Regions from separate parts of the Mus musculus genome. Here all the other regions are linked to region 1. Evidence: chromatin contacts called from public Hi-C and HiChIP or PLAC-seq data. All regions are on one chromosome and are shown on one strand. The core of a region is the stretch at or near the end of the contact, and the rest is flanking DNA. Distances in the headings are between cores, read along the strand shown. Region 1 has its middle 23 kb from the start of Klf3. Region 2 overlaps Tbc1d1 (TBC1 domain family, member 1). Region 3 has its middle 17 kb from the start of Gm43837. Region 4 overlaps Gm43837 (a long non-coding RNA gene).

The links. Hi-C and Micro-C count contacts between places; a contact is called where the count stands out from the background. HiChIP or PLAC-seq counts read pairs in DNA pulled down with a chosen protein or histone mark.
Region 2: a contact with region 1 is called in an H3K4me3 HiChIP or PLAC-seq map of bone marrow-derived macrophages, with 9 times the contacts expected there. The contact joins two enhancer-like sites. A contact is called at or near these places in 1 of 15 datasets of contacts at CTCF or cohesin (the NIH/3T3 cell line), 1 of 484 Hi-C or Micro-C datasets (bone marrow-derived macrophages), 1 of 115 datasets of contacts at active chromatin or transcription factors (bone marrow-derived macrophages) and 1 of 9 other capture datasets (adipose tissue).
Region 3: a Hi-C map of bone marrow-derived macrophages shows a contact between it and region 1, with 18 read pairs. The contact joins two enhancer-like sites. A contact is called at or near these places in 1 of 484 Hi-C or Micro-C datasets (bone marrow-derived macrophages), 5 of 115 datasets of contacts at active chromatin or transcription factors (bone marrow-derived macrophages, embryonic basal ganglia, embryonic stem cells and 2 more) and 1 of 9 other capture datasets (bone marrow-derived macrophages).
Region 4: an H3K27ac HiChIP or PLAC-seq map of microglia shows a contact between it and region 1, with 5 times the contacts expected there. The contact joins two enhancer-like sites. A contact is called at or near these places in 1 of 15 datasets of contacts at CTCF or cohesin (the NIH/3T3 cell line), 1 of 484 Hi-C or Micro-C datasets (bone marrow-derived macrophages), 7 of 115 datasets of contacts at active chromatin or transcription factors (bone marrow-derived macrophages, embryonic stem cells, microglia and 3 more) and 2 of 9 other capture datasets (bone marrow-derived macrophages and embryonic stem cells).

The regions. Positions count from the first base shown.
Region 1 is chr5:64,776,814-64,783,427 of GRCm38.p6, forward strand. No RefSeq gene overlaps it. Among named protein-coding and RNA genes, the nearest start is that of Klf3, 23 kb to the right of the region's middle. Within about 2 kb of position 4,323, at least 87 of the 459 cell types and tissues checked have an H3K27ac peak or open chromatin away from gene starts, as enhancers often do. A contact at or near this core is called in adipose tissue, bone marrow-derived macrophages and microglia, where this site is marked.
Region 2 is chr5:64,285,576-64,292,189 of GRCm38.p6, forward strand. It overlaps Tbc1d1 (TBC1 domain family, member 1), which reads left to right. Exons shown (of 22, transcript NM_001310611.1): 14 at 370-509. Among named protein-coding and RNA genes, the nearest start is that of Gm38634, 32 kb to the left of the region's middle. Within about 2 kb of position 3,891, at least 88 of the 459 cell types and tissues checked have an H3K27ac peak or open chromatin away from gene starts, as enhancers often do. A contact at or near this core is called in adipose tissue and bone marrow-derived macrophages, where this site is marked.
Region 3 is chr5:64,357,896-64,364,509 of GRCm38.p6, forward strand. No RefSeq gene overlaps it. Among named protein-coding and RNA genes, the nearest start is that of Gm43837, 17 kb to the right of the region's middle. Within about 2 kb of position 2,801, at least 146 of the 459 cell types and tissues checked have an H3K27ac peak or open chromatin away from gene starts, as enhancers often do. A contact at or near this core is called in bone marrow-derived macrophages, where this site is marked.
Region 4 is chr5:64,385,434-64,392,047 of GRCm38.p6, forward strand. Gm43837 (a long non-coding RNA gene) reads left to right here. Exons shown (of 3, transcript XR_003955925.1): 3 at 4,296-4,442. Among named protein-coding and RNA genes, the nearest start is that of Gm43837, 11 kb to the left of the region's middle. Within about 2 kb of position 3,233, at least 112 of the 459 cell types and tissues checked have an H3K27ac peak or open chromatin away from gene starts, as enhancers often do. A contact at or near this core is called in microglia, where this site is marked.

The DNA.
Region 1 (6,614 bases), core at 3,073-5,572:
TGTTAATATTGTTCCTTCTAAAAATCCCCTGAGCTGGGCTTCCACAGTCTGAGCATCCTTCAGCATTATTGTCTTCAACTCTGACTAGGATGGCCAATTAAGCTTTACTTACAGAATCCTACCACTTTTCTAGTCTAACATCTCAAAGTCTTCCACATTCCTCAAACAACAACAACAAAAACACGGAGTCAGGTTGTCATAGCACTAGCCTACTCTCTGGTACCTGTTTCACTTTGTGTGAGTGAAACGACCTAAGCACAGGAGAGTTCTCGTCTCTGGATTCAGGGCAGAACTTTTAGGGAAAATTCATGTGATGTTTTTCCAGTTGGTTCTATACCACTTGGTTCCATTTTCACATGACCTTTAAAAGATTTGGTTCGGTTTCTTTGCACCCAAAAGGGCATCTAAGCAATAACTAAAATTTCAGATAACCAGGGCGGGTAAGGGGTTCTTAGCCTTAGAGGCACCGAGGTCAGTCTTCAAAGGCAGTGATGCAATTGGCAATAAAGTTTGTATTTTCAGGAATGTAATTCAAAAAATAACAAAGCAAGTGATAAGAAGCAATGCATCAAATATACACCTAGAACCGAGCACAGGCTCAACGGTAACACAGAAATCCTTTCTATGGACACTGATCCTTTCATTTAAAAGGCAATTTAGATACTCTAGTATCTCTTCAGATCATATTAATCTTTTTACCTTTTTACTAAAGAGTTCCATGGAGAAGAACAACTCTGAATTCTAACCTCCCCCTTCCACTCTTTTTGGCCTTGTGATCGACTAATTTAAAAAATTATGCTTAAGGAAATCATATAGAACTGCCTCTTAAATATAAAAGCTGTAATACAAACTGAATTGAAAATAAAGCCCTTGGTCTCATAAGAATATAATCAATGGCTAGAGGTCCAGTTAGCTGTAAAATTCAAGTTGGGGGGTGTGCTATAACTTAATGTCTAAAAGAAGTTGTAAAATATTTTGGGGGGCATGCCTTCAATTTTAGATAGTAAAAGAACATCTGATAACACTTTGAAAACCAAGATCACAGGAAAGTTTTCTTTAAAATAAGCTAAATAAATTTTGCTTTCCCTCCCTAATTTCTAAAGACAGTGGAATAGAAAGAGTACTTTCTGGGATTGCAATAAAAGCATCAGCAGCCATTGTCACCAAGCGTGACACAAAGGGTGTCAGACACAGCCTTCGCTGGCCCAAGTTACAGGCATAGACCTGGCCCAGTTTCACAGTGCAGCTTTGTCAGGTCGGTTGGACTAAATTAACTTAATTAAACCAACCAGGACTGGTTTTGGTTTTTTCATGGCTGCGCTGAAACTTGCTCTGTCCAGCAGGCTGGCCTCAAACTCAGAGATCTGCCTGCCTCTGCCTCCGGACTTTTAAAAAGCATCTCAACGTACTTTTCTTCCACATCCAGAAGAAAAGAGGTGTCTTATCAAGTGTGCTTTGGGATAAAGAGATAGCTCAGCCATTAAAAGCTAGGCTCACAACCAAAAATATAAGAAGTGTGGCTAATTATGTCCTTATCACACTACCTACTAGAAAGGGCTACAACTCAGTAATGGGAAAGTCCCAAAGAGTGAACCTCGGAAAGATGTTTTCCAACACCACAGCAGAGAGAATGCCCAGAGACAAGTGGGGTGGGGGTGGGGGGAGAGTAGCAGACATGGTGCCAAGAGTTGCTGCCCTGGGAAATGGTGACAGTCGCCAACAAGGGTCGTTTTGTTCCTTTCTGCCTGGGCAGTTTTCTCAGCACCAAGTGTAGGGGCACGAATTGTGTTGGAAAATTTGTGCATACAAACAAACACAGATATTTAACAAATCGGGGGAAAGCCTTCACTTTATGGTGGTGCTCTCCAGAAGGAGATACGTTTTACCTTTGGGTCAGCAGGCAGAAGGGAAGGAGGGAAGAAGGAAGGGAGGGAGGGCGGGGAGGGAGGGAGGGAGGGAGGGAGGGAGAGAGAGAGAGAGAGAGAGAGAGAGAGAGAGAGAGAGAGAGAGAGAGAGAGAAAGAGGCAGAGACAGAGACAGAGACAGAGACAGAGACAGAAACACTGGACCTGACTTGAACCCTCAAAGCCAAGCCCCCAGTGGCACACCTCTTCAACCAGACCACAAGTTTTCCAACAAGGCCACCCATCCTAATAGTACCACTCCCTATGAGCCTTTGGGTGCTATTGTCATTAAATCACCATGCTATTTCTTCTAAACCTAAAAACTTTGAAGAGTTAGGCTCTGTATAGCTAATAGACCCATTTGCCACAGCAATGTAAAAACTAATTAAGCCAAGGTCCACACAGTTCATGTTATGGTTTTTGGATCTTGAATTTCCCCTAGAGACCCATGCGTCAAAGGCTTAGTCCTTACATGATAGTATTAGGAGGTGGTGGCACCTTTAAAAGGCAGAGACTAGTAGGAGGTTTTCCAGTTCCTGGAGTATTCCTTTAAGGACTATGGGATACTCAGCACTTCTCTGCTATTTTGGCTTTCTAATCCTGCGTAAGCAATCCTTGTGTGCCACCTTACAGGGGCCTGAAAGGGAGGACCCAATTAATAGCAGGCTGAGACCTTCAAAACTGAGCAGAAATAAACATTTTCTCATTATGATCATATCAGACATTTCATGACAGTGCAGAAAGCTAACTGACACCGTTTATATAAGATTACTAGCTGGGTAGAATGCTGGTAGCTGTTTTGTTTGTCTGGTTTGGTTAGATTTTTCAGTGTTTTTTTGAAACAAGATCTCACAGTGTAGCATGGGATTGCCTTTGACTTACTGGCTGGGCTAAACAGAACTCATGGCATTAGCCTCCTAGTGATGAGATTGTAAGTGTGTGCCATATACCCTATTAAAACATTCTTTAATATCTAATAGACTGGGCTGTCTAACGAGCAGGCTCAGTAAAGACAGGCACGTGCTGCTAACCCTGATGAACTCAGTTTGATTCTTTGGACCTACACAGTGGAAGGAGAAAACCAACTCCAAAGAGTTGTAAAGTTGTCCTCTGACCTCCACATAGCCACCATGGCATCCACATATAATATATATACATATATATACATATATACATATATATACATATATACAGATATACAGATACAGATATAGATAGATGAGTACTCTGTAGCTGTCTTCAGATACACCAGAGGGGACATCGGATCCCGTTACAGATGATTCTGAGCCACCATGTGGTTGCTGGGAATTGAACTCAGGACCTTTGGAAGAGCTGTCAGTGCTCTTAACTGCTGAGACATCTCTACAGCCCAGTTAGTCAGTTTCTTATAATTGCATCAAGTTCCTAAGAAAAAAATATGTAAGGGCAGACTTACTCTGCCCCACACAGCTTTATAGGTTTCAATCCAGACACCTGTCCCACTGTTTGCTTTGGATTTGGGTCAAGGCTGAGTGAAGGAATGACAGAGACGGGTGACAGTGTGACAGAGCAGAGCCTCAAGTAACTCTTAGACAGCAGAGGATGGAGCGCAACAAGGAAAAGCCCCGCTGACATGCCTTCAATGACCTACTGCTTCCAACTAGGCTCCACCTCTGAAAGTGCCCATTGTCTCCAAAAAACGCCATCTAATTGTGAAGTGGCCCCTGGATAAGAACATCCATTGAGTAGGTCAGGGCATCCACGATCCATCACTCACCCTCTCAGTCACTGGCCTGACCAGCCAGACACCGAGCCTTCACTGCAGCCTTTCAGAGAGACTGGATATCTCAACCATAACCGCCCTCGTTTTCTGATTTTCCTTATTCCTCCTCATCTCCATGTTGTATAAATACATTGTCTCAAAAGAAAGGGGGAGGGGGGACGACAAACATCAGCTCTAACCGTGCTTTTAATGTTTTCATGAGAGAAAGACACATGGTTCAGTGAATTAAAAACTGAAGAGATGCATGCATGGTGCGCTTGGTCCAAGTACACATAATCAAATGGGGAAAAGTTAAAGCATATTAACTGAGGGAAGAAAAACACGGCTCAGGGGACTGGCAGCTGGGGAGGGAGGGGCTGTGGGCGGGGCAGGGGAACTGAGTCAGGGAGACAAACAGGATGCTGGGAGGTGAGAAATAAGGGTGGGGAGTAGTGGGGAGTCTGAAGAGGAACTAACAAGATCTGTTGCTTATAGTTACCCAGAAACCCTTCAGAACAATAACACACAAACAAACTTAAAAGGAAGAAGCTGCAGGAGAGGGCTTCCAGCGGAGGAGATCAGCTGGTGTTCTGGTGTTGGGGGAGCTGTAGGTCAGCTCTCTCATAGTCACTGACTCTTCTTGACTAGATGGATCCGGGCAAAGCACGGTAGACCGGAAGAGTGGACCCCGGGCCCCAGGAAGTACATGCCTGTAAAAATGGGAACCTGGGCTCTGTTCATTCTAAGTTGCCGGCGCCTCTGGTTTCCAGCCTTTTCTGCTTGGCGATGCTTTCGAACAGATATATTTTGAGGAAGAATTCTGGTTTCGAGAAGCTGAGCAGGCCCAGCCACTCAAGCGGCCACCAAAAACTTCAAAATTTCTTCCAGACTTCTCACCCCTTCTTCAAGGGCTACCTCACCCCTTCCTTCTTGCCCCCTTTCCAGGTGCGTGAGTCTGAGGGTGCTTCCAAAAAGCTAAATTTTGCCTTTCATTAGACACAACTTACCCACTTCTTTCTAGCTATTTTTAAAAACACTTTTCCTTGCTCCTGAAAAGTGTGTTTATTAAAGAAAAACTACTTCAGAGTATTGAAATGTAAAGAAAAAAGAAGCCATCCTCCGGCCAGCCGCTGAGACAACAAGCCTTCCAATCATTTTCTTTCTTTCTCTTTTTTTTAATTAACTTACTTATTTTATGTATGAGTACACTGTTTCTGTCTTGAGGCACAGCAGAAGAGGACATCTGATCCTGTTACAGATGGTTGTGAGCCACCACGTGGTTGCTGGGAGTTGAACACAAGACCTTTGGAAGAGCACTTAACCACTGAGCCATCTCTCCAGCCCCACAAGGGTCTTCTTTTAAATTACTGGATTCACCAGACTTGACATCACTCTTTCACAAGGCTCTGAAGATTTCTAAGTGGCAACCTCAGTCACAAGTAGGGAAGGTATAGTAGAGAAAGTGACAGCTCTGCTCTCTGCTAAGGCGAATGCAGATGCATTATAAACTCTCTGAGTAGAGATCAACATCCTTCCGGCCCCCAGTGCCTGAGCCCTGGCTGTCCCAGTCTGCTGCTTAAATTTCTGATGCAACGGGGCGGTTTAATCCCAGCACTTGGGAGGCAGAGGCAGGCGGATTTCTGAATTCGAAGCCAGCCTGGTCTACAGAGTGAGTGCCAGGACAGCCAGAGCTACACAGAGAAACCCTGTCTCGAAAAAACCAAAAAAAAAAAAAATGTTTCTGATGCATGGGACCAGAAACCTCAGCCTGATACAATGTAGCTGGAAGCCCCCCCCCCTTTTTTTAAACTTTTTTTATTAGGTATTTTCGTCATTTACATTTCAAATGCTATCCCAAAAGTCCCCCATACCCTCCCCCCACTGCCCTCCCTCTCCCACTCCCACTTCTTGGCCCTGCTGTTCCCCTGTACTGAGGCATATAAAGTTTGCAAGACCAAGGGGCCTCTCTTTCCAATGATGGCAGACTAGGCCATCTTCTGCTACATATGCAGCCAGAGACACGAGCTCCGTGGGTACTGGTTAGATCATATTGTTGTTCCTCCTATAGGGTTACAGACTTCTTTAGCTCCTTGGGTACTTTCTCTAGCTCTTCCATTGGCAGCCCTGTGTTCCATCCAATAGCTGACTGTGAGCATCCACTTCTGTGTTTGCCAGGCACCGGCATAGCCTCCATATTTTTTTTCCAGCAAATCTTCCTTCCCCAAAGACCTCTGCACCATTCCTAAGGACAACCACAGGCTGAGTTTTCCTATAGACAACAGAGTAAAACTTCCAAAGCACTTGTGAATGGGCCACGCTAGGAGACCCAGGAGTTAAAAGGCTGACCAACATCCTTCCAACCATCCTGAAACTTGTGTAATGTCATTTGCTTTAGATGCAAAGACTTGGGGAGGCCTTTGGGAACAAAGAGAAAAAAAGGAAGACAGCTACACTATGTCAATATATCAAGCACGTTCCACATTCTGTTAGCTGAATCACAGAGGGAGAAAAATGTATGTGTGCCCCTCAAAAAAAAAAAAAGATGCTATATGTATAAATGCATCCATGTAAGACAGTCCCTGATTTAATGGTTTGACATAATGACTGTATTTATTTATTTTAACTACTAGATTCTTGAACTTCCTGTTCCCAACCAGCCATTGTTGGATTAGCTGAACCACAGCCTGTAAGTCATTCCAATAAATCCCAGATAGATAGATAGATAGATAGATAGATAGATAGATAGATAGATAGATAGATATGGATATATAAATATATAGATATATATGTAGTGATTCGTTCTATAAATTCTGTTACTTGAGAGAACACTGACTAATACAAAAGTTGATACTAGAATTGGTTCTGGAGCAACAGAAGTATAAGCACCTTTGGAAGTATCTTGTATAGGCTTTTCAATTCACTAACACAGATACTGATACACCAACTGTGAGAGATAATGGGTTTAGTGA
Region 2 (6,614 bases), core at 2,641-5,140, 490 kb before region 1:
GATTTGTGGCAGTCATGGGATAGAGGCTGGGCTAAGGAACGTAACCCCACAGGATGGCTAGTGTGGATTGGGGTTCTGGTGACAGTGCCCCAGCTAAATAGTTTTTCTCTTTTGAAGTAGCACCCAGAAAGGCTCAATTGGAAGCTATGGTCTGTGGAGCATACGTGTTAAATATCTTCTATGATAGCCGTACAGGGCATGTGAACTTGTTCTTTTCACAGTGTCCTTTAAGAGTACTGATCCACTGTGACTCTGAGTTAGCTTCTGTGGTCTGTGGCTATCGGGATCTGTTCATGGAAAGAGAAAGCCAGCGGAACTATAACTCTGACGCCTCCCATCACTCATGAATCGGCCATCTTGCCATTTTAGGGACTTTGAATCCAAAGCAAACCACCTGGGTGACACAGATGGGACCCCCGTGAAGACCCGGCGGCACTCGTGGAGACAGCAGATATTCCTTCGAGTGGCCACTCCACAGAAGGCTTGTGACTCCCCGAGCAGATATGAAGGTAAGGCCACCCCTTGTGAACACCGCAGAGGTCTCGGACACCCTGTTACTGGGAGGGAGGTAGAGAGAGGACCACTTGGCTGGAGTGTCACAGGCAGTCTCTGAGATGAAATTAGGGAAGGACAAAAGGTCACTGAGGACCCTGCTCCCGTCTCAGACAGGGACAAGGGAGGCTCTGGAGCCCTTATTCAGACTCTACTTCTCCCTGGAGAGAACTTCAACCTGGATTGAGCTCTCTAAAATTCTCAGAGTAACTTAGGCTTATGACTTTTGCCACACCTACATAAGGGAGCAGAAAGCTAATTAGAAACATTTTCTGTGTGTGTTGGGGCAGGGGGTGGGGCATGCGGTCCTGGCTGGCCTGTGACTCTATATAGACTAGGCTGGCTTTGAACTTAGAGAGATACACCTGCCACTGCTTCCCAAGAGCTGGGATTACAGGTGTGTCCCATCACTCCTGCTAAGTATTTAAAATTCATAATATAAGAAAGAAAGTCATGAAGTGTGGGTAGTAAACAACTCCGGTGGTTCCTTGTACAAGCTCAGCCGCTCCATGATTGTCCATTCTGTGTTTATGCTCCACACTCCAGGAGGCCAACTATGAGCTACCCTGAGAGGAAGCCTTACTGCTTCCTTAAGTAAGAGAACAAGGCAGAGACAGCTCTCAGCCTTCCTTGCTCCTAACACAAGCCTGCAGTCGTTTTAAAAGCATGTGTTTGCTGTTCAGTAGTGATACTACTGCAAGAGCAGCGGTGTGGTCTGTGAACTAGGGGTTCTGATTTTTATGTCTGAGCCAAATCCTGTGGGGAGGATTAGTTTCTAAGGACAAAATTCATAAAACCAAGGGGAACTAGAGGGTGAACAGTGAGATAGTGTTGAAGAAACCTATCTAAGGAGGGGTTACACTGTACTTACAAATGCACTGTCTAATAAAGCTAAGGAAACATCTTCAATGTGTCTGCCTCCCACCCGTGCTATGGATAGAACCCAGGTCCTTGCGCGTGTCAGGCAGCTACTCTACCACTGAGCTGTGCTCCGGCGGGCCCCCTCCCCTTCTGAGTTCAGCAGTGACTAGTTGAAGTTTTGTGAGACTGACAAGTTTAAATTAGCAAAGTCTGAGAGGGCTAGCACTGCTCCTGAGCCTACAAAGGGTTGGTACATCTCAGATGGTTAAATGAAATGCCGCACTCACCACGTGGAAGCAAAGTTGTATAAATAGGAAACCAAGTTCTATCCAGCTGTGACGAGACAAGTGTTTCCACAGCGAAGCAAACAGAGACTGTGAAGGGAGATGCTAAAAGCTGCTTGGTGGCTGAAATATGAAGCCCAGGGCTTACTGGTACTCCCACACAGTAGTGGCTGCTTACCATTGTTGTCTCTGAAACCCAGGGAAGCCACTGGCTCTCTGGGTGAGGGCTCTCAGCACTGAGCACTTGGAAGGACCATACTTGGTAAAGATTCACTCTGTCCCGGGTGGTATGGCAGAGGTGCTAGTAAATCAGAGTGAAGCTGTGGCAGGCGGAGTGTGCTCATCCGAGGGCTAGGCGGAGGGCACGCAGACACACTGCTTTCTCTGAGTAGAGGACAGCGATGCTCCACCTTCGAATTAAGTCTCTGGTCTTCAGAGCCTCACTGTTGTCCCTACCACAGACAAGTGGGTGGCAGTACACTTGTCCCTGGGCAAAGTTATGCACACACTTGTCTCTTAAGTGGTTTTGTCTGTGGATTTCACTAGCTTTCATGAGATTGGGGTCCTTTGGTGATCTTGTTGAAAGGTGGATTGTTGAGGTGGGACCAGTTGCATCCCAAGCTCTGTCTCTGAAAGGCTTTCTTTCCCACTGATACTGCTGTGAATAGCCCATTTTGAGTAGTTAGGGCATAGAGTAAAGCAGCCACAGTGGGTATGATATGAGTCTTCCAGGCCTAGCTAGTCTCTGGGCCTCTGCAGTCTACACTCAGGGCTCTCCAAGGTCCAAGAGCCTCCAATAATCTCGGTTCTCAATGAATTTCTTGTTTTCTTTGTGGTGGCAGGAACGAAGACAGGGCCTGCTGGGCCAGTGCTCACCACTGAGCTGCCAGTGACCTTTTATGAGAAGGATGCGTGTGTAAGAAAGCAGGGTGCACTGGAGAACAGTGATACCGAGTAAGCGGGTAAACATGGACCTGGGAAAGCAGCGGTCTACTGGCATCCTCTGCAGGCAGGCTTTGCCCAGTGCTGTGTTCCAGAGATGCACTGTCTACACAAGTCTGCTTTCCTTGTCGAGGGCTCTCTCCTCATTGTCAGGACAGCAGAGGATGCTGGAAACCAGCTCTTAACTAGCTAGTCTGTGCTGCGTGCCCTTTAGTTTCTTTTCTCAGCGTACCATATGAAGGAGAACTCTTTGTCATTATGAAATAATTTTTAGGCAGCTCTCCACTTGGAACAGAGAGAATCTTTTTGTTCTGTTTGTGCCAGGGAACAGTTTTAGCCTTCATTTAGTTCTTTTCATTTAAGTATTTCATATCACAGTGTGCATTTTACCAACAATAGATGCCTTCAGATTTTGACATGTTTTGAAAAGGGGAAGGAAACTCTTTTTGGCATAAATAAGAGTGATTTATTGACTTGAAGCCCTTTATGTGAGTATATAGTCCAGTAAAGCCAAGGCTGAGAGTTTTGTTTTGTTTTGTTTTGGCTTATGAGTACAGCTGGGTCGGCCTAAACCCTGAAGAACTTTAGGTTAGATAGCACATGAACCAAGAAGTAAACGTTTAAGGCCAGACTAAAGCGCGTAAGGGATCTTCGGTGTGACTTCTGTGTTACTGTGCAAAAGGTGGGAAGCACTTAGTGGCTGATTTGTTTTCAAAAATTGATTTACCTCGGGGAGATTTTAATGGCTAACATAAGTGAAATAATGCAAACGCCGTCTCCATCTCTGCATTTTCTCTTGATCAGGAGTGCTTGTCTTTCACTGGGCACGGGGACTTCATTGTTGAGACTGGGTCAGCCAGGCTGCCCCTGAGCTCACTGTATAGCTGATGCTGCCCTTGAACTCTCGAATCTCCCTCCACTTCTGAGTGCCGGGGTGCCACAGGTGTGCCCCCGTGCCTGATTTTTGGTGGTGGTGGTTTTTGGTGCTGGTAGCTTGTCTTTCTGGCTTTTGTGTTGTGTGTTGTTTAGTGCGGAGGTTGGACTAAGGGCTGCATGCCTGCGGGGCAAGTACTCAACCATATGGACTTTATCCCTGGTCTTCTGGGGAGATTCTTAAGTACCCAGGCTGTCCTCTCACAGGCCAGACTCATGTGAGTTCTCCAAAACTGGGATTGCTGCCACATCAAGACCAGGCAACCTCGGGTGACTGGAGAGCCTGTCACCACTTGGTGGCAGTGTTTCTCCCTGGTCTTGGTGGCTCTGCTCTCCCATCCCCAAGAAAGAGCTTGCTTTCTTCCCCAGTACTGTTGTGTTTGAGTTAAGATAGTTGTCCTTCTGCCCACTTGTAACTTATTTGAATAGGGAGTTGTGGGTTCTGTAGGACTTTATGGGACTAGTCTCCCTTTCTTCAGGGTTTTATGGCAACGGCAGAAGCAGGTAGTGTCCAGTTGACAGATGTGATTATTTTTAATTTCTCCTCTTTGAGATGGGTCTGGCTCTGTAGTGCTACTTGGCAGCCTGTGCCCTAGCCTCACAGATACTGGAGTTCCAGGCATGTGCCACCTCCCCTGGCAAGATTGGTTTTCCTTCAGTTTTATTTAACTTTGCTTTTCGGTGGTGAATAAAGATCTGTCTTGAGATGGAGTTTTCAAACCAAGGATTTGATTGTTCATGTGAAGTTTTTGGTTTTTTGGTTTTGTTTTGTTTTTTCTTCTGTTTTGTGTTTGTTTTTGTATGTGTTGTCTTTGGCATATCATCCTAGAAGCCACTGTGACTGGCCTTGGCTGGCTGCTCCTGCCTGCACTTGTTAACACTGCTAAGGCAGCCCTGTCAGCTTTTCCTGATGCACCTCTGGAATTCAGACAGCAAGTTCGACCACTTCTGCTTGCTAGCAAGGCTCGAGGAGTAGAGCTGAGGCTTCTATACTGCAGTGTGGGAGCTGGGGGTCCTGGGAGTCAGGTGACCAGGACTTGATTGCAGCATCCAGCTGCCAGGGACTTCCTCCTTAGGGTCAAGTGACTGCTCAGAGCATGCCCCCAGGACAAAGTCCAAAGTGGACGTTTTGATTTGTCATTCTCATTTTAAATTTTGTGGCGAGGACAGGGTCTCACATAGTTCATACTGGTCTTGAACTTTGTGTAGCTAAGGCTGTCCTTGAACTCCCAATCCTGTGAGTACTGGAATTACAGATGTGATTTTCTTCTCTAGCTTAATTTGTTACCATTCAAGGTTTCAATAAGCTGTTGAGTTTAAATAAGACAATGGCAAGAAGTTTACAGTGTTTTCAGGGGAATCAAATCTGTGGACTTAGTGCAGTCTGGTCTGAGTATGACCAGCACAGAGGCTCCATGTCCTGTAGGTACTGTTCTGTACCCCCAGCTTTCCCTCCCGTGAATGTCTGCTGACAGTTCCTACTGCACCAGCCTGCTGGCCCCGAAGCTCTACACCCTCTAGCGTCCCTAGGTACAGGGATGGCCCCGAAGGGGAGGGCAGCATGAGCTCTGGGAAGGGATTCTTTCCTTGGAAAACACAGTTTATTTTTACTTACAAAGCAACTCTATTGAGATATATTTTGTATACTGTACAAATCACCCATTTAAAGCCCACAGTTCAGTATTACTATTTTTAGAGATGCAGTCAGAGTACTGAGCAGCTATTACTATAGTAATTACTGTAGTACAAGTTAAAAATCCTTAAATCACTAGATAAAGAATTTTCTAACCATCACTTCTCAGTCCATTGTCCCCACCCCTAGCTGACAGGCAGCCACTAATCTACCATGTCTCTGCAGATTTGCTTATCCTGGACACTTCCTGTAAATGCATCCACAGAATTTGTGGTCCCTCTGCTGGCTCCTCCCACTTCTCATGATGTTCTCTAAGTCTTGTGTCATGTCAGTGCCTTATTCTCTGATGGAAACTAATGCTCCGACCTGTGGACATGTTACATTCTGTTTAATGTCTCCCAGTCAGTAGACAATGTGAGTTGTTTCCACCTCTTGGCTATTAAGAATAGTGCTGTTCTGAGCATTGATGGAAAAGGGGTTTTGTGGATGATCATTAGTCAGCTATAGGATGGAACACAGGACCCCCGATGGAGGAGCTAGAGAAAGTACCCAAGGAGCTGAAAGGGTCTGCAACCCTATAGGTGGAACAACAATATGAACTAACTAGTACCCCCAGAGCTCATGTCTCTAGCTGCATATGTAGCAGAAGATGGCCTAGTCGGCCATCATTGGGAAGAGAGGCCCCTTGGTCTTGCAAACTTTATATGCCCCAGTACAGGGGAATGCCAGGGCCAAGAAGTGGGAGTGGGTGGGTAGGGGAGCAGGGCGGGGGGAGAGTATAGGGAACTTTGAAATGTAAATAAAGAAAATATCTAATAAATTTAAAGAAAGAAAGAAAGGAAGGAAGGGAGTTAGGACTATGGGTGTGACACCATGGTAGAGGTTTGCCTAGAATACATGTGAGTCTGGGTGTGATCCCAGCCCTGAAGAAAAAAAAAAGACTTTAATTGTGAATTGGTGCAGAAGCCCTTCCCGTGGGGAGAGACTGCACTGCTGACGCTGGGCTGGTTCTGCCAAGCCAGAGCTGGAGGAGGCACTTAGGTTCTTGCTGTGGGCTGGCCTTGTTTGCTTTGCTTTCACTTCAGTCTGATTCTCTTGGGTACTGGTACTGTCCTCGTGAGCTCATGGGAAGCCTGATCTCCAAAGAGCCTTCCCTGGGGTTCCCACAGTTTGCCTTCACCCCTGGGAACCAGTCAGAGGGCCATAGGTTAGTGGTATTTGCAAAGTGCCGCGTCTCTTTCAGTGATCCTTAAGCTTAGCACACCCCAGAATGCTTTGGGGGAGCTGTAGAAACATAGGCTACGGGGCATCACCCCAAAGTTCTGGAGATTAAATTATTTGGGGAGGAAGCCTCAAGCCCCAGTGACTTACAGGAAAGGGCCCATTATTTCCGACCTAAACTCGGCTTC
Region 3 (6,614 bases), core at 1,551-4,050, 420 kb before region 1:
GGAACACAGACTCCAGGACAGTGTACAAGACTTTGCCTAAGAGTGAATTGCTTTGTCCCAAAGAGCTGTCATATCAGAGGGCAGATTCCCTAGCCAAGTGTTGGAAACTTGGGAGCAGGCTTTGCCACAGCCATGGCCAGCCTGAGCTCCCTCGGCTACTGTCTGGCCTAGGGAGCTTCAGGGATGCAGCACTGACTCCATCATGGCTGCCCAGGAAAGTACTCTAGCCCATCATTGCCCGAGTTTGGCTCCTCTGGAGTTTAAAAGGTTGTTGGCATGAGATGTGTGAGGCTGAGAAGGTCTACACTAGGGAAACCTAGTTTCTACCTTTTCTATATGTGGTCTTTCTGAAGCCACTTCTCGGGGACAGGGATGGCACGTGCAAAATAAAGTCCCAAATGTAACAGAAATGTACAAAAGCGAAGAAAAGCCTTCCCCCGCTCTGTCTACCCACATCCTATCACCCAAAAGATAATCACTGCGTCTAACCCCTGGCTAGTATAACTCTCCACCACCCTACCAGGGAAGCCTGTTCTCCATCTGTCCTCCTACCCCTGACCACCGCTGCTCTCCCACAGCAGATTCCATGCTTGCTGGCCTCTGTGTGTGTCCCTGCCTGGAGAAAGCAAGATTAATGAGATGAAGGCCTGTCCTCCTCAACCTAAGATTCTGGAGCCCCCATGTAGGAAAGACTCTCCCATAGTCACTCAACAAGTGAGCACCACCATCTTACCCTTCGAATGGATTCGGCCTTGCACATTTTAAATCCTAAACCTGGACAAGTCCTCAGTAAGCTGAAATATTCTTGTGGAGCTTCTTATGCCAGGGTGTTTGTAAATAGGCGCTGTCCCTCTGCCTCTGCAGTGACCTCATCTCTGCCTCCTCAGACTTTTTCCCAGCCCCGGGTGGGAGCTAGAGGGAACAGAAGATGCTGGCAGCAATCTTCCTCACCAGGGGACCCCAGGTCCCAAAGGGTCTGTGTGACAGTTACACTCTCTTAATGTTATAACCCCCAGCAGAAAAGTCATGTTCTTATCTAAACTATCTTGAGTTAGAAGAACTTTAATGGCTACAGAGTGCCTTGTCAGCTGTAGCTGATCTAAGAAAATAAACATTTTATAACTACGATATCGCAAGCGGCTCCAGACACAAGAGACACTTGGTCCCGATGGATGGTTCTTATAAATAACCAGGCAATCACGCACTGCAGAAATAGCTAGAATTTCTATGACTTCATAGGGAGCCAAAGGGAAACGCCCTTGCAAAGTGAACGCTAAAGTCATCCCACAGTCAAAATGCGGTCAGGCGCCGTGTGGGAGCCAAAGACAGTTTGCTTCAGCCCCAGCCTGGCCTCCAGTAGAGCCACACTGATGTGAACCCCTGCATTGAGTCCTTATGCTTAGGGCCACCCCTTGCCAAATGCACTCACTGAAGGGGCCTGACAGAAAGCACAGGCCGAAACAAACGACCCCACGGCCGGTGGCAGGCCTGAGATCAGCTCCTTAACTCGATGGCTGTGCATTGCTTGCATATGGGTTCTGCCATCTGGAGTCCATTGCCCTGCAGCCCAGTGGGTCCTGAATGATTCAAGACAGGCTGCAGCATCAGTCCACAAACAGAGTTTCAGCATCACTGGTTAAACTTAAAGTGTTTCTGTAACCAAGGGGAGTATCAGAAAAACCCCATCTCCTCGACATTTTAATTTTAAGATTTTATAGTGATAAGGGAGAAAGCGAATTATTTTTCAAGGGAGGGAGATGTAACAATCTCCCTGGGAAACTGTCTTCAGGAACAAGGTACCCATTGGCCATTTCCCCCCGTAAGAGTCAAAACAAGGGAGGCCTAGCCCTGCTCAGTGGCTCTGGTCCCAGGATGGCCAGCTCTGTGAGGGCAGGAATGCACTTACTTTGTCGAGGTCAGCCATGAGAGGTCATTTCAGTTCAGACTGGTCTTGTCATACAGCTCAGGCTTGCCTCAAACTCTTAACAATCCTCCAGCCTCAGCCTCTAGAATGCCAGGATTACAGGCCTGTGGAAGTATGTCCAACCAGGGATAGTCATTTCTCTCACTCCCCCTATTACCTGAGTTCGGGTCAGAGCCCGGGCCCTGGCAGCCCTAACAAGCCAGGCTCAGCCACCATCCTCAACGGACCAACTAAAGAGACAAGTGAGAGTGGAAAAGGCTAATTCACTAGGAAGATGAAGGCATGTCAACATTCAGTGATGACCCCGACCGTGACCCATCTTCAAGGTCAATTCATGAGGTTTAGGTTTAGACATTGGACAAGAAGTACGTAGTCTGACACACGAAAACTGTGTGAAGTCTCTTCCTGGGAAACAAGTTCCCCCCCTAACTGGTGCCAGGCTCCACAGCCTGTTCCTTCTCCCGTCATGAGATTCAGGGAAATTCCATTTCCTTGGGGACCATTGTTTCAATAATCTGATAGCCAAAGGGAGGGGCATAAACATCCCTCTTCAGAATATGTTCCCTCCTGCCAGCTTGGTTACACCCAGATTCCAGCTCTTCTCTGGTGACTGTTCTGTGGGCCCCTGAGAGAGTAATGAAAGCCTAGGAAATACAGGCCAACCCTAGGCCATCCTGGCAAGAACAGGAAAGTTTGAAACCATGGCTTCCCTCCCTGGCGTCAGGAGAGGTAGGCATCAACAAAATTACCTTTTAGCCTTTTTGCCCTTCCCAGGTTTTTCTAGAAGGTTCTAGCACATTCCTCCTGTGACTCAGTGGGGCGTAGGCAGCTGCCCCCGCAGACACCTCCCAGGCAGGAAGTGCTGCACCACTGACTGGGCAGATCAGATCAAAAGAGGCTCAGCTCACTAGAAACTATTGTTCACGTGACATATTTGGGAACTGTCAACTGCAAAGGTCCGCTGAGCCCACAAATGCTGCAGATACCCCAGAAACCCAAGAAGCCTTTTGTATTAGTCAGGGTTTCTATTCTTGCACAAACATCATGACCAAGAAGCAGTTGGTGAGGAAAGGGTTTATTCAGCTTACATTTCCACAATGTTGTTCATCACCAAGGAAGTCAGGACTGGAACTCAAGCAGGTCAGAAAACAGGAGCTGATGCAGAGGCCATGGAGGGATGTTCTTTACTGGCTTGCTTCCCCTGGCTTGCTCAGCCTGCTTTCTTATAGAACCAAGACTACCAGCCCAGGGATGGCACCACCCACAAGGGGCCCTTCCCCCTTGATCACTAATTGAGAAACTGCCTTGCAGCTGGATCTCATGGAGGCATTTCCTCAACTGAAGCTCCTTTCTCTGTGATAACTCCAGCCTGTGTCAAATTGACACAAAATTAGCCAGTAACAATTGACCCCTTGTCAACTTGACACACAAACACATTACTAGTAAGCCTCAACCCTTAGTTCTTATTCATCCCCAAGATCTTAAATAACTTTAAAAGTCCCACAGTCTTTGCATATTAAAAGTTCAATCCTTTCAAAATATCCAATATCATTTAAAATCCAAAGTCTTTTTACAATTAAAAGTCTCTTAACTGTGGGATCTACTAAAATATTGTCTTCCTTCAAGAGGGAAAAATATCAGGGCACAGTCACAATCAAAAGCAATAATTAAACTCCAACTGTCCAATATCTGGGATCCAACTCACGATCTTCTGGGCTCCTCCAAGGGCTTGGGTCACTTCTCCAGCCATGCCCTTTGTAGCACACATCTTGTCTTCTAGGCTCCAGCTGCCTGTACTTCACTGCTGCTGCTGTTCTTGGTGGTCATCTCATAGTACTGGCATCTCCAAAACAATACATGACCCCTTCAGTTCTGGGCCATCAACTTCAACTGAGGCTGCACCTTCACCAATGGCCTTCCATGGCCTCTCACAGTGCCGAGCCTCAGCTGCTCTGCGTGACCCCTTCATGCCTTTAAAACCAATACCACCTGGTTGACTCTTACATATTATCAAGTCTCACTGCAGCACAAGGTACCACCTTGGCTATCTCTAGAACACAGCCTCGGTGCTCTCAGAAAACACTTCCCAGAAGATGTCACCTCAATGATGCTGGTCTCTTCTTAATCACCACTAATTTCTTAGCTCCAGCTAACCAGCATCAATAGTCCCAGTAATCCAAAGGTTTTGCTTTAGTAGTTCTGGTATCTTGTTAATCTCAGCTGATTCTTCAGCCCCAGCTAACCAGAACCACAGAATCTTCACAATCAAAATAGCAATGGCCCTGAAAAGAGTCTTTAATCTTCCCTCTGAAATTTCACAAGCCAGGTCTCCATCTTCTGCACTGTTCTCAACACTATCTTCCAAGCTCCTACATAACATCCCACAGAGCTCTTAACACCAAATGGATCTTCTGGCCCAAAGTTCCAAAGTCCTTCCACAGTCCTCCCCAAAACATGGTCAGGTTGTCACAGGAATACCCCACTCCTGGTACCAATTAGCCAGTACACCTTTCTAGCACCCTGAGGCTGCATTGCAAAGCTGCTCACCTGCCATCAGCTGGTGGCCCAAGCATCTCTCTGTCCACCATTTTTATTTCTGGATCCAGTCCATCCATCCCCTTGAAGAGCTTCCTGCTGGCTGTGACAGCTAGAGAAGAGGTAAAAGAAAAACCAAAAGAAACAAAACACCCAACAACAGCAACAACAAAATGCTTACCCTCTCCTAGACGACCATGGACTCTTGCTTGACCCAATCCCTGCTTACTCTCCCCTTGTCTTGACCGCTGTTTCTAAAGGATACACGTACTCTCCTTATATCTAGACTGACTAGAGAGGAAGAAAACTCCAGCTACAAGCAGAGCAGCCATCAACCCCGTGACCTGCAGCTCAGTGGATGAGGGAGGATACTTTCCCTATGTTAGTCACAATTCCCATAATGCAAGCCCACCCCAGACCAAGTGGTACCAGCCGGAAGTCCTGGGAGAAGTAGCAGGTGTTTTAAGCCTGGGTCACACATGACCTAGCTCCACCTTCAAGTAACAACCTTTCCCTCCAGTTTCTTTAGACAGGCCTGGAGGGTAGTTAAACACAGCTCCTGCCATCTTCCCAACAGAGCAGGGAGCCCCCAGATGAAGACTCCCAAGCAAGACAAGGAAAGCCATACACATGTTCTAGAATGTCACTGATATATTCTGTAGCCCCGGGCCCAGGCAGCCTCAGAGCCCTGGGTGTGTTAACCAGAGCAGACAGCCACACTTCTATATAAGGTGCTCATCAGAGCTTTCATGCCTCAGGTAAGAAGAGAGTGCACAGTGTCCTGGTAATAATGCTTATATCAATTACATTCTGAAACAGCATTATTGATAGAGTGGGTTAAATAGAGTCTTAACCTTAATTTCACCTTTAAATGTTTGACTTTTATTTATGTGGCTACTAAAAAAAATCTTTGAAGGAGCATGTGTGTGTGTCACAGCTCCATAGTGTTGTGGCCTTGTTCTAGGAGCACTGAAAAGGAAATCCTCATCACTGTGGTCTGAAGGTGTATTAACCCTCCATCGCCGTGACAAAACTATTCGAGAAGAGGAACAGATTCTTTGGGATCATGGTTTCCTGAGGTTCATTGTGTGACCACCTATCCTGCCTGCTTTTCGGCCTGTGTCTGAGGTCACACATCATGGCAGAAGTGTGGGATGGAGTAAAGCTGTACACCTCCCAGCACCCAGGAAGCCAAAGAGGACCTCATATTTTGTTGTATAAAGCCCATCTTCCCAAACTCATTCAGCCATGAGCCCATAAATAGATGAATTCACCCATGACACCTGTGATCCACTCTGTGCCTACCATGATGTCTCCCACTCAGGACACTGGTTTCAAGGGTACAGGGCCTTCAATCAACTCACAAACCCTAGGGAGACATAGAAGATGTACCTTAACAGGCGGTCAGGAAAACTGGACAGTACAGGTCAGGGCTGTGCTCTCATGATGGGGCTAGAGCTTGGGGGAGCAGTGATCCTAACTCAAGACCAGAACAGCTGGGCTGGGAAGTCAGATGTGAACGGGATTGTATCAGGTGCCTATTTCTGATGATTTGCTAGCTCAAACCAGCCTTTGTTCATCGGCAGGAAGGAGACAGCCAACATTCAATCTGTCTTTAAGATGCTTCAGCCCAGCAGGGACACGGGGACTCAACCCACCAGAGACCAGCACACAGTGGCCAACACAGAGGCATTTTTGAGTCCAGACATCAAATCCTATAGTAACAGCTGTGGCCTCTGCTGCAAAACTATCCTGAGCACTTAGGGCATGTTTAACGTTCTCAAAAATCCCATCTGGCTGGTTTGATTACAGCCCGTGTCTCATAAATAAGGATGTAAACCCTCCAAGGGTTTACTGACAAGCACATCTCACAGACAAGAAATCAGGATTTGTCCCCAGCTCCCTGGAAGCACTCTGGACTACCATGGACCATATTGCTCCAGGTTCTGTTTGGCTGAGGGGAGGAGCAGTCCAGCTGTTTCACCTGCCAAATCCACATCTGGCTGCTGTTCCTTCTAACTGGGCTCAAGCTGCCCAGGGAACAAATACTGTCGGAATCACCTAGCTCCTCTGGATCCAGCAGGTACAGCCCGCATCACCCTACTCCCAATCGGTACCTGCAGCTGAGAAACCTGACTCTGCGAAAGGCTCAATC
Region 4 (6,614 bases), core at 1,983-4,482, 390 kb before region 1:
GAACTCAGAAATCCGCCTGCCTCTGCCTCCCAAGTGCTGGGATTAAAGGCGTGCGCCACCACCGCCCGGCAATGTTTTCTAATCTTAAATGGCCTGTTCATTGCTCATCTCGTTACTGTAAGAACATCTACAGTTTAGGGAAGGAAGGGTTTATTTCCGCTCTCAGTTTGAAGGTGTGGACCATCACGGTGGGGAGGTGTGGTGGGAGAAAAGTAAGGCAGCTAGCTAGGTACCTCAAGTCGGGAAGCAGAGAAGAGCTAATGCGCATGCTCAAGTTGCTTTTTCTAATACTCAGTCTGGAACCCCAGCCCATGAAACGTACTGCGCCAATGGATTGTCCTACCTGGGATGGCATCGTGCTCTCGGATGCACTAGTATCTGATTTCCTCTCTGTATCGGCTGCTTTCGTATTCAACCAAAGGATCTGACAGAAACAGCCTAAGAAGGAAAGTTTATTTCGACTCCTGGTTTCAGAGTGGGGCAGACATGTGAGAGCCCACCGCAGCCGGAGCATGTGATGGAAGACCCTTCACGTCACAGTGGGCCAGGGCTAGAGGCTGGGCTATCTTCTGAGGTCTGACTTAAATGACCTCCTTCCGCTAGCAAAGCTCCACTTCCCATTCCACAGCCTCCCAGGATAGAACCACCACATGGGGAATGAGCTCTCAAAGCCTGAGCCTGTGGGGGCACTTCAGAGTCAAGCCGCAATATTCTACCACTGGACCCAAAGGCTCGTGGGCATCTCGTGACTAGAGCTGCATCGTGTCTAATTTTAAGAATTCCTGTAGTCTTAATAGTCTCAACGTTGTTCCAGAGTCCAGTGTCTCTTCTGAGGCCCAAGAGAAAACTCCGGGCTGTGAGCCATTCAATCAAAACTGAAATGGCGTATAAGAGGACATAGGCTGAATGCTGCCATTCTAAAAGAAACAAGAGGGCAGCAAAAAAAGATAGGATCAAAGCAAGACTGAAACCTGGCATGATGACCATTAAATCCTGTAGTTTCTCAGGCAGCATCAGGCACACGCAGCCCTGAGTGCACACACACTTGTACAGTGTCAGACACACATAGCCCCTAGGCATACGCAGCTTCTGAGAGCCCACTTTGTTGTACCAAAGAAAATACTTCTAGTCAGTGCTTTTCTAGGAGGGCTTTAAAACTTTCTTTAAAATTGTTTTTATCCATACATTTCGATCATACATTTTCCTTTCCCCCAACTTCTCCCATCTCCTCCCCATCTCCCTACTCTACACAGCTTCACGTCTTTTCTCTCATAAGAAAAAGAAAAATGAAAGAGAAAATCAAAACAGACAAACAAACCAAAAAAGAAAAGAAAAGACAGGAAAAGAAAGGAAAACCAGTAAGAAAAAAATACCAAATAAAATAATGCAACTCACATACAATCAAGCACAGAGTCTACTTTGTGTTAGTCGACTACTCCTGGGCATGGAGTCTACCCTGGAGTGAGGTTGATACATCTGTGCATCTCTCCATTGAAGAACACGGATTTTCCCGTTCCCAGGAGTTTTGTTTGCAACTAGTTTGATGGTTAGGATTGGTCAGGAGTGGACTCCTCCACTTCCCTTTCTCCATCCTGGGCTCTTGTCTGATTTGTAACTATGCAGGTCTTGTTTGTATTGTTACAGTCTCTGTGTGTACATGTGTATCAGTTCTGGAAGACCCTGTTTAGGAAGGCATGTTTTTCATTCTCTCTTACAAAGGAAATTCTTTCAATGAGTCTGTACTTTCACACCGTAGAGCAGGGCGGGGTCTCACTTCCACTCCCATTTCCTAGTGCTGCAAGCAGCTTCTTGAAGGATGCTAATCTGTTTAACAGATTAGCTGCTTTGTCTATACTGGTTTTACCTCCAACTTTAGGTAAGTTTGTGTTTTGTGTTTTTTGTTTTTCTCTCTCAAACTGCATGTTTTCCCAAATTTTCCTGCTCGGAGTTTCCTGACTAAAAGCAGCCAAAAATGGCCCTGTACCAGCCTGAATGCTGTGAAGACTTGGAATTTTTTCAACCAAATAAATTGGCTCACTCTTTTAAAAACCAGCTTCAAAGCTGGATTGGTGGTGCACACCTTTAGTCCCAGCACTCAGGAGGCAGAGGCAGGCAGATCTCTGAGTTCGAGGCCAACCTGACCTGCAAAGTGAGTTCCAGAACAGTGGGGGCTACACAGACAAACCCTGCCTTGGAAACAAAACAACAGAAAAACCCAGCTTCACTTCAAAATTTAAAGACCTTAAAGAATACAGACAAATTCCTTCTGGAGATATAATAGAAATGACTTGAGATCTAATTCCCTATACAATCCCTGTCCTTGTCTGGAGCCTCTGAGCCTGTCCTTTGCCATCCGTGTTTCTGTCAGCATTCTGGGTCTTCTACATTTGGACCAGAATCATCCATTACATTCACAGCATGTCAGGGCTTCTCCAGTCCACTGCCCCAAACTTCCAAATTCCTTCCACAAATCATCTGCCAAAGTCTAAGCAGGATGACTTTGGGGTGTTCATAGAAGTCACCCTACTTCTCTGCTATCTGTTTTCTGTGTTTGTTACTTGAATATCACTCTGACCACTATCTCCAACAGAAATGGTAGAGGAGAGAGATGGTGGAGGAGAGAGATGGTGGAGGAGAGAGATGGTGGAGGAGAGTTTATGTTGGTTCTCGGGTTCAGAGGTTTCAGCTCATCACAGCAGGGAGGGAGTTGCAGAGCTCATGGCTGTCAGAGGAAGTTCTCAAGAGGCTCCATCTGCAGGAAGCAGAGAGCAGTCTCTGGAGGCCCTTTATTGAGTGATCACTACAGTCTATCGAAAGCTTTGCATTCTCTGCCCTTCCCTTCTCAATACCACATCTGACATAGGCAGATCCCAGCCAAGAGTGTGTTGATTAAAGTTTGTGTTTGGGGACTGAACACATGACTCCATAAGCAAGAGCGTTAAAAGACCAGAATTGGATCCCATGATGCACATAAAAAGCCAGGCATGGCTCTATGTGCACCTCTAACCCCAATGCTGAGAAGGGGGCTGGTGGAGAAGCAGAGACATACCATTCCACTTTGTGCTCCCGGCCGGTCACACACTTCCAGTCACCCACCAAGGGACTCTTTCATTGGCGAATGAAAGATACACACACACTAGCTTGTTTTTGAAATGCTGTGATTAGCTCAAAGGTTAGGCAGTGCTAAGCCTTTGCCTGCTACCCCAGGCCCAATAGGGAAGTGGGCAGTGGCCACTTACCAGAATTCTTACACTGCTCAGAGGCTCTCTCTGCCACAGCTCTAAATCTGAGCCATCTCTCAACTCATCTCAAGCCATCTCAGGCAATCCTCTGTCTCCACTTCTCTATCCCAAGCCCTCGCAAATCTAAGTGTCCCGGTCCATCTCCTTTTGCCCAACCATTGACTGCTAGCATCTTTATTGATCAATCAAAAACCAATTGGGGACAAGGTCCTTCAGCATTTGGACACACAGATTCCTGATTAAATCAAAGCATTAGAACCAATCCTCAATACATCAGTCCAGACACAGGTTCAGAGACCCTGTCTAGGAGGAATAAAAAGGAGAGTAATGGGACAAGATCCCAGGTGTCCTTATCTGACTTCTGCCTACATGCATAGATAGACATGTACACATGAACATACATGTGCACATACACGACACACAGATACAAAAGCCATGTTTTTCTTTAGTCTCAAAAAACCCTGAAAAATCCCAGAGGCTGCAAGTTGCTCCTGCTTGAAATCCATGGAGATCACTAAGGCTTCTCTGAGTCAGCTAGGAGTCTGAATGAGCTCAGAAAACCAGGAGCTAACTGTGAGGAGGTGGTAGGGAGGGGGTGTCAGGGTGGGAGGGTTGCCACTAGCTTCTGCAGGGGATGGGGAAGAGGAGAGAGTGGGGAGAATGGAAGGAGGGGACCATCCAGCAGCTGGCCCAGCTGTGTGGCCTGTGCTGTCCTCCCTTTCTGGCCCTCAATTGCTCTTTGAACAGCTCTGCATTTATGGCCACTTGGACAAGCCCCGGCATTGTTTGCCTCTAGTATCTAAGGTCAGAGGCCTTAGAGGAATGGCATGGTTCTATTTCCTTAAATAGTGACTTGGGAATGAAATGAGTAAGCGTGTCTTTAATTAGCCATACCCCAGAGGCCTGCGGGGGTGGGGGGGTCTGGTAGATGGTGGGCCCCCTGCCAAGATCAGCATTGTGAGGCTGGTATTTGGTCCAGGGTGTGGGGGGGGGGGGAGGGTTCAGTGCTATGCATTATTTACCCTCCCTCCTCATCTCCTATTGTCCTATCAGCCTCAACTCCAATTCTGTCCCCATGTCAACATGAAGGATGCCCCGGAGCTGGAGAGAGGAAAGAAGGGAGCCCTTTCTGAGCAACTACCACAGCCTAGGCACTGTGCCAGACACTGGAAAGGGCAAGGTCAAAGATGGAAGGATCGTGCGGAGGTGAGCCAATGAAGGCTGAGCCCAGGCCACCTAGTCCCACAGTGGTGATGCAGTTAAAGCATAAGGGTCCCTGGCACCAGGGGAGGTTTCAGAATTGCTGTATCCCCTTTACTGCATTTTTCACACTCTGTAACCACACCACAGAGCCACCCCTGCTACAATCTCCACCCTGTTTCTTTCTGTTGCTTCCAGAACCTGCCTGGGTTCTCTTTCCTCAAAACCTCCAGGGGGCTGCTAGGCATCTCTACACTCTTTCTTTCTTCTCTCTCTGAGAGAAAATCCCTTTCCAGCCTCCCTCTGCTTACAGCTACCTTTCCTTCTGTTTCTTCAGTTCTTGTTGTCGATGTCACAGAAAAGAAAATGATCATTCAGAAAGAACAAAGGGAGGAGGCAAAGGAGCCTGCAAAGGAGATGCTGATTGGCTGAAGGTTTAAGGATGCTGCAAGTGTGGAAGCCAAAGAGGGAGAAGTGCCTGAGACCACCGCCCAGACAGGAGCCATAGCTGACTGTGGAAGGGAGACTAGGAATAGCCACAAGAAAGAAATTTCCATTCAGAAGGAATGGAACGGGCAAAAGAATTTGGGAAGAAGTTGAGTGGTTAATCTACTCAGGTTTTACCTTCTGATGTTGATGTTTCTAAGAAATTGTGATTGCAGAAAGGGTCAGAACATTTTCTGTCTTCTCAGCTACTCAGATTGGAATTTCAGAGTCCACTTGGGCTGGCAGGCTGAGACAGACAGTATCCCCAGACCATGTCCCCCATACCCCTTCCCACAACTCCCCCCCGCCCCCCCGCCCGTACCATCTTCACCTCCAAGGAATGAGGGAACACCTTGGGCAGGTCTGGGCAGGGCAGGCCTGTTTTGCCCAGGTCAGCTGTGGTCGCCTCAGGAATGAGAAAGAAAGCCTGACTATAAACAAGACTTTTTCCACGATCCCTTGATGTGCGCTCCTTATGGGAGGCACAGGACGTCCAGAGCTCTCTTCTCAGTGTTTGGCTAGGGCTTACCTGGCTTCACGCTCTTCACTCTCCTCTACCTCTTGACCTCACATGCTGATTTGTGCTTCTGGGGTCTTACATAATATGTTATCCTGGAATCATGTTTTAAATGGTGCTTTGTGAAAATGGCATTGCTGGGGCTAATGCTGCACCACAAAGTAATCCCTGGAGATGCGGAGTGTGGTCCAGGGCCAGCAGCATCAACATCTCTTGGGAACTTGTTAGAGATACAGGCCCCAGGGTCCTACCTGTGGGTGGAGTACTGCCATCAGAATTTTAACAAGCCCTATGGTGGGTCTGACTTTTGAGCATGCTCCAATTAGGAAGGAAGCTATTTAATGCCAGGAGATGGAACCCTGGGTTTGTAGACTTACCAAGGAACCAAAAATACCATTTGTCTGCTGCAAGACCCTAGGCTTGTTGCACCAGAGGCAGAGATGTGATTTCTTAGCAAGCTAATGAACCTTTGCTCTCCAAGATGGAGGGGGTGTGGGGGGGGGAGGAGCTTTTGACAAGGATGCAGGGGGTGGGGGACTTCCTGATGGGGGCAGGTGACCTTCACAGGAAGGGTTTTGGTTCCAGCACAACTACTGTGAAGGAATGCTCCCATTCAGAGCTGTAGGATGTCCTGAGGGGGGTGGGGGTGGGGGTGGGTACCTCCCTCCCTTCTTGGAAGTTGCCACACCTAATTCTCTAGCATGCCGGCCGGCTGGGAAGAGGAAATGGACTGTGACTGAAGTGAGAGAAGCTCAAATGCTCGGTGAGGGACTTTTCTGAGGGCAGTGCCTGGAACCAACTTTCAGTGTGGGTTGTGCAATCTCCTTTGGACATCTCTTCTTGGGGCAGGAGAATGGAACCGCTAAGTGTCCTGAAGGGACTTTGGTCCTGGCTTTTCATGATGTAGCTCTGTACTCCTGGGGAGATCCCTCAATCTTTCAGGGCCACTAAAGCCTTGCTCATACACCGGAAATGATGATAGCAAGACGGACAGAAGTTTGGCAGGTTTTGGGTACCATCCCAGGTAAGCACCAGTCAGTGCTGGGTCTAGAACAGTGCACTAAGCTTGAGTGGTGCAGACACTGTATCCCCCACACGCTCACTGAAAGGACAAGGGATTCATAGTCTCCCACTGAAGTAGCTGGAAGGCCACCACTCTGCAGCTATTT